2 separate regions of the Ovis aries genome follow, and region 1 is linked to region 2. The links are chromatin contacts, called in public Hi-C maps. All regions are on one chromosome and are shown on one strand. Each heading gives the region's core, a stretch centred on a gene start, on an enhancer-like site or on the middle of the called end of the contact. The rest is flanking DNA. Distances are from core to core; before and after follow the strand shown. Region 1 overlaps PLEKHH1 (pleckstrin homology, MyTH4 and FERM domain containing H1). Region 2 holds the start of PLEKHH1 (pleckstrin homology, MyTH4 and FERM domain containing H1).

Evidence for each region. Hi-C and Micro-C count contacts between places; a contact is called where the count stands out from the background.
Region 1: a contact with region 2 is called in a Hi-C map of mixed tissues, with 2.0 times the contacts expected there. The contact joins the enhancer-like site here to the promoter of PLEKHH1 in region 2. A contact is called at or near these places in 5 of 16 Hi-C or Micro-C datasets (liver, mixed tissues, muscle and 1 more).

The regions. Positions count from the first base shown.
Region 1 is chr7:77,508,983-77,516,214 of ARS-UI_Ramb_v3.0, reverse strand. PLEKHH1 (pleckstrin homology, MyTH4 and FERM domain containing H1) reads right to left here. Exons shown (of 30, transcript XM_060418192.1): 9 at 4,912-5,095; 10 at 4,305-4,396; 11 at 1,939-2,089; 12 at 1,626-1,768; 13 at 531-641. Among named protein-coding and RNA genes, the nearest start is that of PIGH, 26 kb to the left of the region's middle. Within about 2 kb of position 4,759, at least 12 of the 54 cell types and tissues checked have an H3K27ac peak or open chromatin away from gene starts, as enhancers often do.
Region 2 is chr7:77,471,658-77,479,142 of ARS-UI_Ramb_v3.0, reverse strand. It overlaps PLEKHH1 (pleckstrin homology, MyTH4 and FERM domain containing H1), which reads right to left and starts at 5,207. Exons shown (of 30, transcript XM_060418192.1): 1 at 5,125-5,207; 2 at 4,784-4,962.

The DNA.
Region 1 (7,232 bases), core at 3,510-6,009, 38 kb before region 2:
TTCCTTCTCCAATGCATGAAAGTGAAAAGTGAAAGTGAAGTCTCTCAGTCGTGTCCGACTCTTAGCCACCCCATGGACTGCAGCCCACCACGCTCCTCCGTCCATGGGATTTCCAGGCAAGAGTACTGGAGTGGGGTGCCATTGCCTTCTCCTAGGTCCCAGGATCCTAAGGCTCCCTAATTCCAAACAGCGTTGGAAGGAGATGGAGGAGGTAACAAGCTTCCCTGTTAGAGCAGCCCAGATCACATGAGGGCAGCCTAGGAATAGTTCATTTACAGGACCAGGCATAAGAAGAACTCGGCTTCCGAAGGAAAAAGAAATCACCAAGCCAAGCGGTCTAGAAGTGCCCTTGACTGCTCAGGGCTTGATTTCACTCCTGGTCCCATGTGGGGCTCAGAGCCTCAGGAACCTGCTCAGGCTGCCTCTTCCACCTGCCAGACTTTCGCCCTCTGCCCGGCTTCCAGCCCCTCATGCAGTTCTGGGGCTGGGGTGGGTCCTTTTGCCTACTGTCCAGGGAAGGAAGGTCTCACCGGAGACTTGTAGTACATGATCTGTCCCTGTCTCAGCACAAACCAGCGCCTCTTCCACGTCTTCACCCGGCTCCCCATTTTCAGCAAGTAGCCCGACTTCTCCAGTGACTCCTGCAGGAGTGGAGGGGTGCAGGGCGAGAAAGGGAAAAATCACTGGGGTTCCTGGACATCACACAGGCCAAAAGGGCCCAGCAGAATCACTGCTTTGTCATCAATTAAAACAAATTATTGAGTATCTACTGTGTGTGTCGGACATGACTTAGCGACTACAACAACAACAACGTGTGTTTTCAAGGAACTGCCCGGCTAAGAGTGCAGAGAGGAGTCATAAAGCATGGGTGGTCCTGCTGGCAGGGGAGACAACACATGACCGTGAAGAGGTGGTGGGTCAGCGGCCGTACAAGCGAGAGGCTGGCCAGGTGAGGCTTCCAGCAGGAGCCAGACCTGAACCAGCCTTGGAAGGAAATCAGCCTTTCCTTCGAGATGAGCCCAGAGGAGGAAGGAGGCCATTCCAGGCAGCAAGGAAGAGTGGGAGAAGTTTGGGGAACATGAGCTGAGTGGGGGAGGAGAGTGGAAAGGGAAAGACAAGCCAGGGCAGCACAGCAGTGTGGAGCGAGGGCTGGGGGACGAGCCACCTGGATTCACTGCCGGCTCTGGAGCACAGCAGCACACCTGAGGCTCAGGCTTCTCATCCTCGAGCTGGGGTAATAAGCCTGAGACGACCGTGAGGACAAATGAGACACTGCATGCAAAGCCCTGAGCACGGTGCCCGGCACACTAAGCACTCAATAAATACATTGTTAGCGCTCAGCATCCCCGGTCAGCGTGGTGCTAAAGAGGCAACATGTGTAAACTCCTCCTGCCCCACTGGGCCCCCTGGGCTATAGTGATGGGGTCTGAGTGCACCTGACCTCCTAACTGCATACCCCCGCCTACTCCCCAAGGCCTCACATCATCAGTGGCAGCCCCCAGGCCTCGCTGTCCCTTTGCCAGTCCCAGGGACCCCACAGCTGCTGCCTGGGTCTCGTGCTGGCGGTCCGCTCCCACCCAGCCCTGCCTCGGCCCCGTGGGGTGGGAGCACAGCTCCCAGCTCACCCCGCCTGGGCCCAGCCCGTCGGTGGAATAGGATGAGGTGCGCTGCAGTTTGTGCTCAGGCTCAGAGTAGTCACTGTCCAAGGAGCAGGCATCTGGGGGAATGGCGTAGTCACCCTCGGAGCTCAGTGAGGACATGGAGACGCCTGTCCAAGGGAAGAGGAGTCCAGGCCTGGGTCCACACCCTCCCGGCTAGCCCAGCCCAGGAACTGCAGGGCCTTCCTCACCCACCAAGGACCCTCAAGTAGGACCCCCCATGGGAGGAGAGGACATGCCCGCCATTGTTTCATACCCCTCCCACCCCCCTCCTCCCTACCTCTCTTGATGGCCCGGGGGCTGCCCAGTCCACTGGTCTTCCTGGACTCAGAGCAGGGGACTGAAGTTCGGAAGCTCGCCTGGGAGCTGCAGTCATCATCGGACCCAGAGGACTCATCCACAAAGGGCACTGTGCTGATCTGCGTGGCTTTCTGCAAGACAGGCCCCCTTCCCACTGCAGCTCCTGCCGCAAAGCAAGCCCCCACCCACCTGCACTTTCACTCCAGCTCCATGTGCCCCGGGTGTGGCCAACACAGCCTGTCTAGCGCATGGGGACGCCTCCATCCAGCTGGGACACCCAAAAGACAACTGTCCCCTCCCGACCTGATCACCTTGCCCCTGCATCCTCACCTCCATGCTTCTCTCTCCCCCACACACCACGTGATCCCCAGGGGAGCTGCTCCACTGGGGCTGAACACCTGGCCGCTGGGACCCTTGCTCCCTGCCACTAGGGGGCCAGAACACCACACCAATGGCCAAAGGTGAGACCGGAGCTTTAAAAGTGGGTGGGGATGACAAATCCAGAGATCATGGTAAAAAATTTAAAAGACCAATTACTTCAATGTTGGGGCAACTGTGCGGAAAAGGATACTCTCTATAGTGTGATAAAATCTTTTTAGAAGGTTATTTGGCACTACCTCTCAAAATTTAAAACATACATATTATCTACCCATAAATTCCACCTCTAGAACTAGGTCCTACAGAAATATGTATATATAAGGGCACAGAGAAGTATCTGCAAGATGATGTTAATCGCCAACATTGATTTTAGAGAAAGATAGAGATGACCCACACTGTGAATCAGGAAAGGACAAGTTAAAGTCATTATGGGGCATCTATACCAGGGATATTGGACAGCCCTAAAAAGGGAGGCAGAGCTGTGCTGCCTGTGGAGGCGGGGCCGGGAGACCTGACACGTGGCTGGGTGCAAAAGCAACAGGCAGACTGACATGTACGATGTCATCCTCTGTGTGTGTGCATCTAAGAGAGGGACAGAAAATTTGTAAATGTGTCAGAGGGCATTACAGAATAAACACCAAACCATCAGTGATAGTTGCCTCTAGGGTTAGGAATAAGGGAAAAGCAATGTAAGAGGAAATTTCACTTTGGGCTTTTTATCCTTCTACAAACAAGTTTTACAAAGTACTACTGTTATGATCTCAGAAAACAGTAACAAAAGCAGACCAAAAAGTATATGAAAACATCATGTTGCAGCAATATCTGATTTTTGTTAAAAATATATATAGAGAGAAGGACTTCCCTGATGGGCCAGTGGTTAAGAATCCATCTTACAATGCAGGTGATGTGAGTTTGATCCCTGGTCAGGGAACTAAGATTCCACTTGCTGTGGAGTAACTGAGTCTACGTGCCACAATGAAAGCTGCCACACGATGCAGCAAAAATTCCATGTGCTGTAACTAAGACCCGAGGCAGCCAAATAAATAAATGTTTTTTTTTTTTTTAATGTAGAAAAGTTATGGGAGTATATATGGGAATACATGTTTGAACACATAAAAAGTTCAGGATGGAATATCCCACTGGTCTCTGGGACAGATGTGTGAAAAGATGAGAAGAGGTGGAGCAGGCATTGGGTTAACCTCTAACTTTTTACTTTGCCCTCCATCATAATGATTCACACTTTCGTAAATGTAGAATTTTTCTAATAAAAACCTAATAAAGATATTTCTGTGCACCAGGAACTCATATAGTGTTGTAGGGGAACTGGATGAAGGTGTGTAGCATAATAGTTTGACTTACATACATCATGAAATGGTTACAACAATAAGCTTAAAAAACATCCATTATCTCATATAGATATAAAATTTAAGAAACAGAAAAAAAACCTTTCCCTTGTGATAAATGACTCTTGGGATTTACTCTTTTGTGTATTAGCATATAACACTGTAAATTATATTTATCATATTGTGCATTACATACTTAGTTCTTATAACTAGAAGTTTATACCTTTGATCACCTTCATCCAATTCCCCCACTTGAGTAACCACAAGTCTGATCTCTTTTTTACTATGAGTTTGTTTTTGAAGTATAATTGACCTACAACACTATATTATATGAGTTCCTGGTGCACAGCAATACCTTTATTAGGTTTCCATTACCTCAATAAAATTGGAAGAAAAATTAAAAATAGGTTTTAAAAAATCTAAGAAAGATAAATAAAATGATATATGGTGGGGGTGGGGGAGTGGAGCAGGCACTGAGCTGCCTGCCCAGAGTTACATGTGTGTTCAGAGGCCTGACCCTAGAGCTTGACTCCAGCCACCCCCTGCAGATATGGGTGGTGGTCAGGAGGTGAAGGGAAGGCCTTTCTGGAGGAGGACAATCCCTCTTCCAACAGCGGCTTCTTACCCCCTTCAGGGCTGTGTAGACAGGCACGGTGACATTCTTGTAGACAAGGCCAGAGAATGGCCCAGGTGATGCCAGGGCAGGAGGGCTTGAAGCTGGAGGGGCAGGAGAGAGGAATGAGATTCACTCCGGTGACATAACCCAGGAAGGGGTGGGAGGGAGGCAGAGACCTGAGCGGCGTCAGGAGGAGAGAGAGCCGCATAGACAGCATTCCCTGAAACAAACAGCACTCTAGACAGACCGGAAAGACCGGTGACAGATAGCAGGATGAGGGCCAAGGTCTTCCTCAGTCCCACTCTTGCCAAGGTGAGTTACACGCCATGTGACTACGCGGCGCTCGCATCACTGTGGGGTCGCTGTGGCGGGTGACTCCGGAGCCACACACAGCAAGGAAGGCGGCTCCTTCCGCCCACAGTCCCTGCACTGCGGCAGGGAAGGCCAGCGCAGGTGGATGGCTGCTGGAGGCCCCGCCTCCAAAACCCCTTCCATCTCTGTAATTGGCTACAACTCCGTTCACGCCCACTCCCACCCTACACTTGAAGAGCAGAACCCTGCAGCTTCCTTCTCCCTCCAAGGGAGCCCTGGCCACATGCTTTCACCTGAACCTCACCTGTTGTGGGAAGGAATGGGCTGCAGGTGACCTGGCCTGGGCGTAGTTCAGAGTCCTCTCCGCGTATGCCCACCCTGCCCGCCACAGGAGCCACTTGGGACTCACCGCAGCTGGTGGCATTACTTCTGACAGGCACTTCAGACAGCCGCATGCCGGACGTGGCCACAGCGTAGATCCGGCTCTCCTGGAACACGGCGGTGGCAGGGGGTCAGGGGCCCCGCACCCCACCCACTCCTGTGCCCATCCCGGCCCTTGCCTTTGGAGGCGGGCAGACCTGGGTCCACATTCACGCTTAGCCTCCAAGGGTAGGGGTGGGGGGATCTGGGGCAAGTTAACATCATTTCTGGACCTCACTTTCCTCGGCTCTAAATGTGGGCTTCCCTGGTGGCTCAGTTGGTAAAGAATCTGCCTGCAATGCAGGAGACCCAGGTTCGATCCCTGGGTCAAGAAGACTCCCTGGAGAAGGAAATGGCAACCCACTCCAGTATTCTTGCCTGGGAAATCCCTATGAACAGAGGAGCCTGGCGGGCTATGGTCCATGGGGTCACAAGAGTTGGACACGATTTAGTGACTAAAACCAACCAACCAAAATGGGCGTAATAAATAATACCTTTCAGGCTGTTGTGACAATCAGATAAAATTATCAACAAAAACATCTAATACCTAGAATACAGCCAGGGCCCATCAGGTGATATTTATTCCCTCCCTCGCTCGGCCCTTCCCCTTGGGGCAAGAAGTTCAGGAGGAGAGGGGACCAGGACCTGCTTCTCTGCATCTTAGCACTCTAGAAGTGGGGGCACTGACAATGAGGAGGTGAGAGTCCCAGGGCAAGGACGTGCCCTTTTGTAAGCCAGTTAGAAAACTGAGACATCTTTTTTCCCTACAGCAACAATGTCAAATCATGGTACAGAAGACAACAGGAATGCCCACCCCAACTCTTCCCTTGCCCCTCAGGGTTCCCTGCTTCTGAAGCAGGCCTACAGGCCTGGGGAGCTTTCCTTAGGGTCCAGATCCCTCCCAAACAACCCAGAAGTCCCACTTATCCTTTTCCATATCTCTTTTCCACTCAAGGTAAAGGGAAAACAAAGGCCCCTTCAGGTGACATGTGAGGCACAGGGACTGGGAAAGTTGTTGGCCTGGTTCTTGGGGTTGGGGTGGGAAGCGGGACGGATGCTACATCAAGGCCACTCCAGAGAGGAGTGGCAGTGCTGGGGCACATGCAGGAGGGAGGAATGGGCTGGCAAGGGCTGGGATGAGAGCCTGCGGTGCCTGCAAGCAAGGGAAGGGAAGTGATGGGCAGCAAGAAGGGATTACGGGGCGGGGGTGGCACTGGGCTGGGGCAGGGAATTCTCTGCTTATGTAGGGCAGATAAATTGGGTCCAAGTGGTAAAATCAGGGCTAAAAAAGATTATTCCTGCCAGTAGTGGTTGTGGAATTCAACTACAGATAGGCCTCTGACTTCACAGACAGAAAGTGAAACTTGTGGGATTTAGGTTAAACAAATGCAAGAGTGTTTCACAGAAGGTTACCTGATATCTAACTCAGACTTCCCAGATGGCACTAGTGGTAAAGAACCCGCCTGCCAATGCAGGAGACACAGAAGACGTGGGTTTGATTCCTGGGTCAGGAAGATCACCTGGAGAAGCAGATAGCAACCCACTCCAGTATTACTGCCTGGAGAATCCCATGGACAGAGGAGCCTGGTGGGCTACAGTCCATGGGGTGGCAAAGAGTGGGACACGACTGAACCAACTGAGCACATAGCACACAATGGCTAACTCACAAGGTTATTTTACAGACTATCAGAAAAAGGAACTCTAAATCAGCAAATAAGTCCATCTGACTCCCTCAGATTAAGAAACGGCCTTCTCCCAATTTTCAGTCTCAATTTTTCCCCTGTGGTTACTGCCCAGCTGGTCCCACCCAAGAACAGACGTTGGGTTTTATGGCCATTATGGTTCCCTAAAGTGACAAGAGTGATCCTGTCTCACGGATGGAAGGAGCTGGGCCCTCTTGCCAAATGCTCCCTGACTGCCCACCTCTGCTTTAGGACTCCAAAGCATCTGGATTTACAAGAGAGCAGTGAATAAGAGGAGGAATGGTTCTGGTGGTATTCTAACCTCCCATGGCCCCTGCCCTGTTTCCAACAACCTCTCCCCTTGCTGTGAGCCACTGCTGCAACTACTCATCAAATACACATTAACACACTTAATCCTCAGGGCAACCCTGGAAAGCAGGTACTGTTGCTGCTGCTAAGTCGTGTCAGTTGTGTCCAACTCTGTGCGACCCCATAGACGGAAGCCCACCAGATTCCCCATCCC
Region 2 (7,485 bases), core at 3,958-6,457:
TCTCGATTCCCACTCGTCCCCAGCGTGCTGAATGGCTTGGCAGGCAAGAGTCAAATGGTTGCCATGGCCTTGGCACCTGCTTTAGAACTCCCTAAGGCTCCCAGCGCCCTGGACTGACACGGCCACAGAGGTCAGCAGAGACATGCCTCAAGAGGCAGGGGCTATGGGTAGAAGGGTGGTGAAAAGAGGCAAGAGAAGTTGTTAGGTGACTTCAGTCTGTATCAGAGAAAACACAAACTTGACTGAGGATAGCTCTGGAAACTTTAGGGATATGGACCAGAAGTAGACAAAATACTGACAGTAAATTTAACTTAACCAACTTTTGTTAGGTGATTCCTATGTGTGAGGTTGGAGACACAAAGAGGAACAAAGACCCTGTGGTTTGTGACGTTTCAGGTCTACAGTCTGAATATCCTGGAACCTTCCTGCAAAGAAGGCCAATCAGAGCAAGTGCCTAAAGTCACTGCAGGAGGCATCAGAAGGTAACAGGGACTACGTTCTGGGTGCAGTCTCCACTAGGCTCTCCTGTGTCACCTCACTGTGGCTCACTCCCTGAGCGTGAGCACCTTCTGTGATTCCCACTCACCAGCAGTGGGCTTCTGAAAGGGCTGTGCAGATGAGGCTGACTACCTGCCCAGCTCTCGGCAAGGAAGAGCCCCTTTCCTGGGGATGAAGCCGGAGGGAGGGTGAGTGTACACAGGGGCACAGCTCCCTCGATCTGATCTCCCACTGTTATCTGATCAAGCCAACAGCATGCATTTTACCTCTTTTGCATGCTGAGTGAGCATCCCATTTCACAACGGTGGGAGAGTCAGGAAAAGGTGAGCATGTTACAGACTTCAGGGACATAAATCCCAAAAGGGGCTAAGAAATCCAGGAATATAGCATCCCTCAGACAAAAAACCAACAAAAAGAAATGGCAGAGTGTAGTACTTAAGATCCTGAGGTTTGGCACCAAACAGACCCGGGTTTGAATACTGACTCAAGAACGAACCGTGACCTTCAACCATCTGCTTGACTTCTCTGAACCTATTTGAAATTGAAGGGAATAATATTTGAAAGGAGCACAATAATATTAGGTCGAACCATGTGAAACTGTCAACACTTAACCATTTTTTGACTTTCAAAAATGGCAATTTCATAGGCCACACTACGTTGGGATTTTTTTGAGAATCAAAGGACGTATTATAATACAAAAGCCTGGCACACAGGAAGTACTCGATAAATAACAGCTACTATCAACAAACAAAAGGCAAACCAACAGTGCCCTGGGCATACTTGGAGATGTGCTCACCACCATTATCAGAGAGCAAGTCAGGAGATTTTAAAAAATTCTTTTATCTCAGGACTTCCCTGATGGTCCAGTGGTTAAGACTGGGTTTCCAACACAGGGGGCATGGGTTCGATCTCTGGTCAGAGAACTAAGATCCCACATGCTGTACAGTGTGGCCAAATAAAAAAATTATTTACCTCTTCGTTTTTGAATACTAAGCAAAAGAGTATATGGTACAAAGTAAGGCTTCTTCCCACCCCTGAACTCCAGGCATAGTTTTCCCCAGAGGCAACCACTGTTAGGAGGATTTGAGTCTTTCTGAGATGTCCTCTGCATATACAAGTGTCCATATATATGTTGCACACTATACACACTGCACTTACTATAACTCAGAGAGCTTCTTATATGTGTGTGTGTGTATGCATGCATGCTCACTCAGTCTGACTCTTTGCAACCCCGTGGAATGCAGCCCACCAGGTTCCTCTGTCCATGGGATTTTCCCAGCAAGTACTGGAGTGGGCTGCCATTTCCTCCTCCAGGGGATCTTCCTGACTCAGGGATCAAACCCATGTCTCCTGAGTCTCCTGCATTGCAGGCGGATCCTTTATCACTGCGCCACCAGAGAAACCATGTACATATATAATAATATATATCTGCCCCATTCCTCCCTCAAGCTTTTTAAGAGCTATATTGTATTCTCTTGTGTGGCTATTACATGATTTCATTTGAGTCCCTAATTGGCAGCCACTTGGATTGTTTTAAACCTTTCACTAAAACAGTGCTACAATGAATATTCAATGAATAGACATTATTTCATACACATCTCAGTTTATCTCAAGGATAAAGTCTCAGAAATGGAACTGTACTGCTGAGTGATTTATATTTTGCAATGGCCAAAGAGTTCCAACTGCCTTCCCCTGAGGCTATTCTAATTGATACTCCAGCCAGCAATAAGCACCAATTTCCCCACAGAGGTGGTAGGTTTTTAATTCGTTTTTGACAGAAAGGTTGGTCAGAGAACATGGGATGGTGGCTCAGTGGCCAGACTGCTATGGAGTCACTTGGATCAGTAGCAAGGGGATCCTGACACCTCAGCGCCAGCATGTAGAACGCACTCTTCAACCCACAGGGAGCACAGAGTTCTGTAGTTACACAGCCTCACATGGGGCTTGCCTGGTGGCTCAGGCGGTAAAGAATCTGCCTGCAATGTGGGAGATCTGGGTTTGATCCCTGGGTCAGACAGATCCCCCGGAGAAGGAACTGGCAACCCACTTCAGTATTCTTGCCAGGAGAATCCCATGGACAGAGGAGCCTGGCAGGCTACAGTCCATGGGGTCTCAAAGAGTCAGACATGACTGAGCAATACACACACACACAGCCTCGTGGAGAGAAGATGGGAACAGTATGGAGCATTCCTCTGCAAGCGGAGTGACTTCTTCCTATAGCTGATGGCTTCTGGAGAGGGCAGAAGGGGTCCCAGAGGCATTTTCTCAGCTCACTTGTTAGTTTCAATGAGTAACCCAGCTCTGAACAGGACCCCTCAGCAGCCTGTGGAGAAGGAGGGTGGTGAACAGCGATGTAAATTCAGTTTAAGAGGCCTCCGTTTGAGTCCTGCCTCCTCCGCTTTTCAGTTATATGACCTTGGGCAAGTCACTGTTTTTCCGAGTCCTAGTTTCCTCCTTTATAAAACCGAGATAGTGATGTGCAGAAACACTTCATGTGGTGTTCTATAAAGAGTTAAGTGATGTTACCAAGACACAATGTCTGCAGCATAGAAGACAGTCCAAAAAGTTTAAGAAAGGAACAAATAACTTTTCCACTGAAATTGATATTAAAACGATCTTTAGCCATAAGTGTTAGCCAGAACTAAAGCTTTGTCCTGAAGTTTCATGAGGTGTATTCATAGTAAAAGTTTACTTGTCTCTTGGCAGGAACAGATCCAGAGCTTCCCTGGTGGCGCAATTGGTAAAGACTCTGCCTGCGAGGCAGGAGACTTCCCGCAACACTTAGGTTCCATCCCTGGGTGGGTAACGATCCTCCGGAGAAGGAAATGGCAACCCAATCCAGTTTTCTTGCCTGGGAAATCCTATGGACAGAGGAGCCTGGCAGGCTGCAGTCCACGGGGTCTCAAGAGTCGGACACGACTGAGGGACTAAACCACCAGGGACAGATCCAACAGAGCAGATCTACTCCCAAATGAGGGTCTTCATTGCGCCTGCCACCTCCATTAAGACCCCCTGCGCCCCGGTGACCGATTCCTCTCTAAGGCTCCTAGGACGCTAAGTTCCTGCTGTCATTTGGCACCCGACTGGTTTTCTCTGCTGGTTGGCTGACCTGCCTCCAAAAATCAAGCCTAATCCACCGGGACCCTAAGGGAACCACCCAGGAATCACAGAAGCAATAACCCGAGATGAGACCGGGAAAAAAGCAGGAGGACTTGAGAGCCTGCTCGAGCTCAGGCAACTCGGTGGAAAGCCTGCAGGTTCGCTCCGAGGGCCCTTCCCGGGAGCAACTGGATCGAGCCGGTCCCAAACTCCGGATCCTCTCCAGGAAGGCTACTCCTCGCCTGGCGGTGCCAGTTCCCGGAGCCCGACGCTCCGTTCCTAGCGCTCCTGGCTGCTAAGAGCTTGTTTCCAGGTAGGGAGGCACCTGCTCCGGAATCGCCCTCGGGCCAGAGGCAGCGGATCCTCTCTCAGTCTAACCAAACACCCTCCCCGGCCAGCGAACCCTCACTCCCACCCCCGCGCCCACCCCCATCTCTGCCCGCGGGGCTCCCTGGGGCCGCTCACCTCCAGCCAGATCCCGGGCGTCCCCGCCGCGCACCTGGCACACGGGCGCCCCTGGCACACGGGCGCCCCTGGCGCGCGTCCGCCGCTGACCTTGCGTCGATCTCGCCGGAGTCCGCCGCGGCCGCCGGGTCTCCGCTCCCCGGCAGCAGGGGTCGGCGTGGGCGGGGCGGGCCGAGCTGGCCCGGGAGGTTTGCCCGCCCGCTGGCTGCACAAAAGCCGAGCCGACCTCGCAGCGCCCCATTCAATACTCCGCCGCGCCCCCTCCCCGCCCGCTCCTTAAAGGCAGAGCGCCAGGCTGGGCTCCAGGGGCGGCTCGCGGAGAGGCACAGGAAATGACCTCAGCAGGCTCCAGCCTCCCACCTCTCGGCACCGCCGGGCTCGTCCCTGGGGCGGCGGGGACGGCGGTGGGGTCCCGCGGGCCGAGAGGTGTCCCGAGCTCCAGCCCCGAGCTCTCTGCAGAGGCCGAATCAGCAGCCACCTGGGGCGGCCGGGGCGCCCCAGCATCTCCTCAGCTCCCAACCAGCCTGAGACCCTCCCTGGATGGGGCGCAAGACCAGACCCTCCCCCGTTCCCCCTCAAAAGGAGGTTCCTGTATTGGTCGAACGACTTGCAGGAACCGTCACGCCTGGATATTTGGAGCAGAAATCCTTATTTCAAAGAGTCTGTCCCATTGGGAGACCAAAGTTCTGATACGTAATACGAAGGAAAAAACAAAACTCACCGCAGCCTAGAGGGTAACTTGCTTGCGTCCGTACGTCTGTATGTATGCATGCACGCATTATTTATTTTAAAGGAGCCGGCCGGCCGAGGAACCGGAAAGGCAAACAGGACGTCGCCGGCGCGGGCAGCTCTCCGTGCACCCTTGCAGCCCCTGCGCTCACCAGTACAATCCTAAATTACCTGCGGGGGGCGGGGGGTGGAGTACTCAGTTTTTAGTTAGGTGGATATGGGGTAAAGACGATGAATACGGAGAATATTGCAGGGAAGGATCCACGTTTCAGAACAGCTTTCTTCCCCAATCTGGCAGGCTCTCAGGCTAGTTCTGAACAGAGGCAGACTCACCAGTTTCTCCCCAGGGGCTTTGAAAGTTTCTTTCCAGGTGGTGGTGCCCCCCGGCTGCACCCCACGTTTGAATCTGAGTGTCTGGAGGTTAGGCTGGAAAGTTGTGCAGTTAATAAGGCCTCCAAGTAATTCTCATGCACAATTTTGAGAGCCCAGACTCTGTGGAAAGCTGACTCATGTAGTTCAGGAGGCCAAGGGCGAAAGTTCATCAGGGTTAATGGGACTTCATGAGCTTAAACATGGACTCATACCTCCTGAGGATTGGAATAGATCAACCCCAAACTGTGGGTAACTGGCCTCTGTCCCCTTCAAGACTGGAAATATTGCTAAGGAAGCCCCAAAACAAGTCCTGCGGAGTTTTCAAGGAGACTTATGCTCATTCATGCATGCGTTCACTCACTTTGAATAGGTAATCATTCACATAGTATAAATTTGAATTATTAATAATGCCGAAGGGCTAACAATGAATAGTAAGTCTCCTTCCTCCCCTGTCCCTTGTCCCCTAGTGTGTGTATGCCTGTGTGTGTGTGTGTGTGTGTGTGTGTGCACTCAGTCGTGTCTGACTCTTTGCAACTCCATGGACTGCAGCACACCAGGCTTCCCTGTCCTTCACCATTTCCCAGAGCTTGCTCAAACCCATGTCCATTGAGTCGATGATGCCATCCAACCATCTCATTCTCTGTTGTCCCCTTCTCCTCCTGCCTTCTGTCTTTCCCAGCATCAGGGTCTTTTCCAATGAGTTGGCTATGCACATCAGGTGGCCAAAGTATTGAAGCTTCAGATTTAGCCTCAGTCCTTCCAGTGAATATTCAGGATTGATTTCCTTTAGAATTAACTAGTTTGATCTCCTTTCAGTCCAGGGGACTCTCAAGAGTCTTCTGCAACACCACAGATCAAAAGCATCAATTCTTCAGCACTTAGCCTTCTTTATGGTCCCACTCTCATATCCATACATGATTACTGGAAAAGCCCATAGCTTTGACTATATGGGCCTTTGTCAGCAAAGTCCTGTCTCTGCTTTTTAATAGGCTGTCTAGGTTGGTCATAATTTTTCTTCCAGGAGCAAGTGTCTTTTAATTTCATGGCTACAGTCACTATCTGCAGTGATTTTGGAGCCCCCCCCCAAAACTCTGTCACTGTTTCCACTGTTTCTCCATCTATATGCCATGAAGTGATGGGACCAGATCCCATGATCTTAGTTTTCTGAATGTTGAGTTTTAAGCCAAGTTTTTCATTTTCTTCTTTTACTTTCATCAAAGGCTCTCCAGTTTCTCTTCGCTTTCTGCCATTAGGATGGTGTCATCTGAATATCTGAGGTTATTGATATTTCTCCTGGCAATCTTAATTCCCACTTGTGCTTCATCCAGCCTGGCATTTCACATGATGTACTCTGCATAGAAGTTAGATAAGCAGGGTGGCAATATACAACCTTGAAGCACTCCTTTTCCAACTTTGAACCAGTCTGTTGTTCCAGGTTCGGTTCTAACTATTGGTTATTATGATACATCACCGTAAAAAGATATTAGATAATTATTAACTATATTCATCACACTGTACATTTCATACTCATGACTCATTTATTTTGCAACTGGAAGTTTGTACTTCTTTATCTCCCTTACCTATTTCTTTCCTCTCCCCAGTCTCCTCCCTCTGATAACCACCTGTTTGTTCTCTGTACCTATAACTCTGTTTGTGTTTTGTGATGTTTGTTCATTTGCCTTACTTTTTAAATGGTTCCCTAGCATGCCTAATGATGGATATTTAGAACATTTCCAGTCTTTGGCTGTTATATACCTTGCTGCAGTGAATATCTCTATACCTATTTCTTGGTCTACATATGTGACTATCTTTACGGTTTAACACTTAGAAGTGGAATTGCAGGATGTAAACAAAATGTGAATTTTAAATTTCAACAGATGCTGCGCACTGCCCTCAAAGGAGACTGCACCAACCAACACTTCTGTCGATACATTTGAGTGCTCCTTTGTTCCCTCCCACCCACAATGATGAAGTGATTTATCACAAAGCACAAAGCTTTTAGGAAGGGAGGATGAAATGAGTTAAACACATGGACGATTTTAAAACGCTGCCAGCACACAGAAAGGCTCAATAAAAGTGTTAGATGACGGACCCCCAGCCACACTCCCCTGCAAGACCTCCCGTTCTTTGGGCTCTGTCTCAATCCCTGCTCTGTAAACTTGGGTGAGTTCTTTAGTCTCTCTGGGACTCAGTTTCCATATCTTTAATATGAGGATTGTAATGTCTCCCTCTGGAGTTGGTTTGAGGATTAAATCAGATATTAGAGTCACCTAAATTTTGAAATCCAATCATTGTTTGATAAGTGATGGCTATTTTTCTTCT